Linked DNA regions of Ovis aries: region 2 is linked to region 1. Evidence: chromatin contacts called from public Hi-C data. All regions are on one chromosome and are shown on one strand. Each heading gives the region's core, a stretch centred on a gene start, on an enhancer-like site or on the middle of the called end of the contact. The rest is flanking DNA. Distances are from core to core; before and after follow the strand shown. Region 1 has its middle 120 kb from the start of RGS9. Region 2 overlaps CEP112 (centrosomal protein 112).

Region 1 (2,587 bases), core at 44-2,543:
CCAGAATGGCAGCACCGTAGAACCCGTGACGGGGGACACGAGGATGCAGACGCTGGTCGGGGCCGGGGGTCCCTGCCCACCCAGCAGGTGTGGAGGAGCAGGCCTGTTGGGCCCTTCTTCCCGGAGCTGGTGACAGCGTGACGTTTCCGGCACAGGGTGTTTCTAAGTGGGGGTGCCTGATGTGTCCAGGTGCGGATGGGGGCAGCAGGGGCAGGACAGAGGCAAGCCCAGCACAGTCACTGCTGAGGTCCCTGGAGCCCCAGTAGCAGAGGGTGTGCAGCTCAGTCGTGTCCGACTTTTCAAGACCCTTTGGACGGTAGCCCACCAGGCTCCTCTGTGCGTGGGATTCTCCCTGCAAGAATACCGGATCAGGCTGCCATTTCCTTCTCCAGGAGACCTTCCCGACCCAGGGACTGAACCCCAGTCTCCTGCATTGGCAGGCGGCTTCCCTACCACTGAGCCTTGGGGGAAAGACCCCGGAAAAGAGGAGGGACAGCTAACCTCGCGCTCCCCAGCAGAAGCAGCACTCAAGACTCATTGGTCCTAGAGGGATGGGATGGGTAGGTGCGAGGCAGGCTCAAGAGCAAGGGACACAAGTGTCCTTACAGTTGACTCGCATTGTTGTATGGCAGAAATCAACAGCACTGCAAAGCAATTGCCTTCCGATTAAAAGTTGAGAAAAGACTCATGGGTCATTTTAAGTTTTCTAGGGGTCACATTTTAAAAAAAGAAATACAGGAAATGGATGTTCTATTTTAATTAGCCCCATAGATCCAGAGGATATTCATGTTCGTGGGTAATCAACGCTGTAAGATTCTTACTGAGAACTTTGGCACTCTTTTTGGGTTTTGGGGGGTTTTTTTTGCTTTGTTCTCTGAAATCGCTTGTGAATGAGGGCCCCCCAGTTTGGACCAGCCCCATTCCAAGTGCCTGAGAGCCACGTGCGCCAGTAGCTACCACCTCGACCACACTGAGTTAACCTCGAAAGCATGGCTCTGCAAACCCCGGGCACTTTTGTTCCCCAAGAAGCTCCTGGTAAAGTCTGGGGGCAGTTTTGTTGTATCTGAGGATAGGACCAAAGACGTGCTAAACCTCCATCAGGGCACCCGGCAGCCTTGCCCCAACAGCAAAGAAAGATCCGGCCCAACCTGCTGACGGAGGCCGCGGGACCCTGGGAGCAAGCGGGCACTCAGGGCCAGGCTGTCAGGGCGATGCCACTGCAGACACTCCCGCTGGAGCGCGGGCCTCGCCTCAGCCCGGGCAGGCTTCCAGGCGCCAGTGTCGGGCCCTCCTGGTGCTTTGTGATATGGCGTGGACTACACCCTGAGCCACTCAGATAAGCCAGATTGTATTCAGAATGATTATAGCCCTGCAATTACCCTCACCCCACCCCACCCAAACCTCAGCATTGTGGTTGCTGGATTGCGTGGTTCCCGCTCAGGGCGACCGTGCAATGGACAACCGTGGGAACAGCCGCCCCAGCAGTTGTGCAGTGCACAACCCGTGCGACTGTGTGTGGCCGCTCCACTCCCGGAAGCTGGGGGACCACGTCTCAGGGTAGTGGCGGCCTCCTCTTGCTTTCCTCGCGGCCGTCCCCCTGCTAAGGAGCCGCAGAGTCGCAGAGCAACTGACGATGATTCTGTAGTAAAAGACTCTCTTCCAATGTGGGAGCCGCAGCCGAGGATCAGAAGCACTGCTGAGCATCTGCCCAGGGCTCCTGCCCTTGCAACAAGGAAGCTGCTCTTTTAAAATAAGGACCACTTCCCTCCCACCCCCACCTTTTCTCCTTCTCTCCTTTCCTGCAAATATTTATTACAGGGCAAAGCTGTGAGCTCGTAGAGAGTTGGGGTGGGTCTCTGAGCAGACTGAGGCAGAAGGCTTCCTGCTGGTTCCAACAGGATCTCTGCAGGAAATCAGGGTAAACTCAAGCAAACTGTTCTAGGTAAGAACCAGCTCAGTTGATGTTCATAGGTGTTTTTTAATCCATCATCCAAAAACAAAGGCAGTTCTGAGCGAAGGTGGGAGCCTGTGCCGCGTTCTGACCGTGGCCGCGCTCTGGGGCCAGGCTTCCTGGATCCGAGTGCAGGCTTCTCTGCCGGCTCGCTGTGCTGTCTCAGATGAGTTCCGCGGACTCTCCGTGTCTCGCCCCTGAGTGTAAGGCAGGATGATACTAAGGCCCCCCTCAGACGGTGGCTGTGGGAATTTCGGCATGTGACATTAGAATCATGTTTACAACAGAGGAAGTTTCCAATAAATGTTAGCCTGCTGGGTAGGCAGATTTGCTTAAACTTTTTATTTTGTATTGGGGTATTTATACCCAATTAACAATGTTGTGACAGTTCCAGGTGGACAGTGAAGTGACTCAGCCATACGTACACATGCATCCATTCTCCTCCAAGCTCCCTTCCCACCCAGGCTGCCAGGTAACGCTGAGCAGAGTCCCCTGTGCTGTGCAGGAGGTCCTTGCTGGTTATCCATTTTAAATATAGCCGTGTGTCCGTGTCCATCCCAGACTTCCTAACTATCCCTTCCCTTCATCCTTTCCCCGACCCACCAACCATTAGTTCCTTCTCTAAACTGTAAATTT
Region 2 (2,587 bases), core at 42-2,541, 480 kb before region 1:
AGTCTGTGATTCTGTAGTGTCTGGAATAAACAAAGGTGCTGGGAGGGTGCTTCTGGATTTCTGCTGACATATTTTACATTTCCCTGGTGGCTCAGATGGTAAAGAATCCGCCTGCAATAGAGGAGACCCGGGTTCAATCCCTGGGTCGGGAAGATCCCCTGGAGAAGGAGATGGCACCCCACTCCAGTACTCTTGCCTGGGAACTCCCATGGACAGAAGAGTCTGGCGGGCTACAGTCCCTGGGGTCGCAAGGAACTGGACATGACTTCGTGACTAACAACGCTGGCCTCGGGAAGAAGCGGCAGGGGAAGGCTTTGCATTTGCCGCACTCTTAGCGCTTCAGAGGACTAAGGTGGCGCTCTCCGGGCGGGGACCTCCCCGGCAGGCTGACGTCTGGCTTTCTGCGTTGGCGGCCCCTCTTCCGGCATCCCCGCAGGAAGCCTGGCGCCTCTGCGCGCGGCCCCTGCCCGCTGGGGCGGTCTCCGCGAGCACCGCGAGCGGCTCCTCCGGGGGGCGGCCTGCACCTGCGGGGTAAGCGGGGGCGAAGCTCTGCCTGCTGCCCTCGGTGCCCCTGCTCACCGTGACCTCCAGCTGCATCTCCGTGACCTTGGCCCCATCTCTGGGACCGCTGCAGCTCAGAGGAGCAGTTAGTTGTGTTTCCGTCTGGCGTCATTATCCGTAGCAAGAACTGGAACCCCTGTTGGTGTCCTGCGTGGGTCTCAGCAGTGACACCGGCGCCCGTCTTGTTCGGCTCGAGGGCCTCGGCAGGGGCTGGCGTGCGCGGTCTCTCCGCCTCGCTTGGCTGCAGCGGGGACTGGAGCGCACGCAGTCTCGATTGCAAGGAGGGCTGTTCAGTGTGTGTGTGTCGCGGGCTCGGAGGCCAGCAGAACAGGTTGGACTGGAGATGAAGACTGGTGACCAGTTTCCCTTTGTGATGTGGAAACGAATGGTACACACCGAGTTGAGCAGGGAAGCCCGTGACGGAAAAATAGATGAGGCTGGACAGAGCTCAGGGATCAGGGCGGCAGAGGAAGAAGAGCCTGCGGAAGAGCTGTGGCCAAGCCGCCTGGCTTCCGGCTCAGAGGCCGGCACGGTCGGGGCGGCGCGGGGCGGCTGGAGCGCGGTGGGGCTGCGGGGAGGGGCCGCGTGCAGCCGCCCACGGAGGCGGGGTGGGGACCGTCAGGGCTCTGCTCCGCTGACCCCGCGCTCAGCACCTGCAGGGCGACTGGAAGGGGCAGGGCAGGGCGGGGCGAGGACGCCGCCCCCCTGGCAAGTTCGCTGGGAGGGAGAGAGCCGGGGCGGCCCAGGACGGTGCCCGCGACTCGCGAGGCCATGCTGGCCTGTGTGTGCGCCCTGTGTGATAGACAGATGAGTGTTTCAGCCTCTTTTTCAGGAGTATTTTCTGTGAGAATGACTTTTAATAGTTAAGCATTTTTTCCAGATTTCTAGCAGAGCTCTTTTTATGATTGTTTAATCTGTTCTGAGCGTGCAGCCAACACCTGGTGTGTCTCTGCCACATACTAAGTTTGAAGAGCTTCTTATCAGCTCAGGCGCACTGACGGATGCGATTATCCTCAAAATGTCACTATTTCTTTTTCTCATTTATTCTTAAGTGTTCAGATATCTGGACTATTGATTAAGGGTATAAAAAGTCCACAGCTCTCTTGAAAACAGCTTTTTTTCAGACATTCTAAATTACCCAGTAGCTGGTCTAAGGAATGTTATTCTGTCCGTGTTAACTACCAAAACCCACATTCATCTCGACCTTGTCTTTCTGAGCTACAATTCTGTCTTTCGGAAAGGCTTAGTATGGCCCACAGCTCAGGAGGGAAATCCTGATGTGGCTGGAAGCTGAAAGTCAGTGGCTTTGGCTCATTCAGTGATGGCTCATTTTCATTTTGTGTCTCCTGAAGGAGCCGTTCAGAGAACAAATATTGTCATCATGGAGCTTTCGCTGAAGTAGCTGGAATAAAAATATACGGGAGACTCCAGGCTGAAGTGGAATATGGAGAATGGCACTTTGTATATTTGGGATATTTTATATTGGAGGAAAATCTTTTTTGTTCAGATTCCTCTGGAAGCTTAAACCATTTTCCTGTTCATGCTGTGCTCATCACATTTTACCTGGACTATTAGCATGGCATGATCTTAAGTTCAGGGCTTTGATTTAGCCGTGGTTTCTGACATGGTTTGGAATTTTCAGACTTTGAGCTACATGGAAGTTTTGTTATTTATGTGTCTTAAGACTTCATCTTAACGTGAAACATGAATCCAGCAAGACTTGCTAACCTTTTAAAACAACTATCTTCTTTGAGAGGATATGCTTTAAGTTTTCTCTCCCCACTCTTAGAAAAAGGGGGAATACCTGTGGTTTATTATAGTCCCACTTGACAACAGCATTTGTTTGTAAGAGAGCATGTGACATTTAGGTGACATTTTATTTGCTTTGTGACCTAATTGAAGCAAAATGTGAGATACAAGTGGTTATTGTCTGTATCTCTTTTTCCTTTGCTATTGAAATATCACTGTTAATATAAACAACCATCTCATTTCCAAAAGAAAAAAAACATGGTAGTCCTAGATTTTA

The links. A called contact is a pair of places that touch in the nucleus more often than the background predicts.
Region 2: a Hi-C map of mixed tissues shows a contact between it and region 1, with 3 times the contacts expected there. The contact joins two enhancer-like sites. A contact is called at or near these places in 6 of 16 Hi-C or Micro-C datasets (liver, mixed tissues, muscle and 2 more).

The regions. Positions count from the first base shown.
Region 1 is chr11:61,265,202-61,267,788 of ARS-UI_Ramb_v3.0, reverse strand. No RefSeq gene overlaps it. Among named protein-coding and RNA genes, the nearest start is that of RGS9, 120 kb to the right of the region's middle. Within about 2 kb of position 1,293, at least 6 of the 54 cell types and tissues checked have an H3K27ac peak or open chromatin away from gene starts, as enhancers often do.
Region 2 is chr11:61,750,160-61,752,746 of ARS-UI_Ramb_v3.0, reverse strand. All of the region lies in intron 4 of CEP112 (centrosomal protein 112), which reads left to right. Among named protein-coding and RNA genes, the nearest start is that of CEP112, 34 kb to the left of the region's middle. Within about 2 kb of position 1,291, at least 9 of the 54 cell types and tissues checked have an H3K27ac peak or open chromatin away from gene starts, as enhancers often do.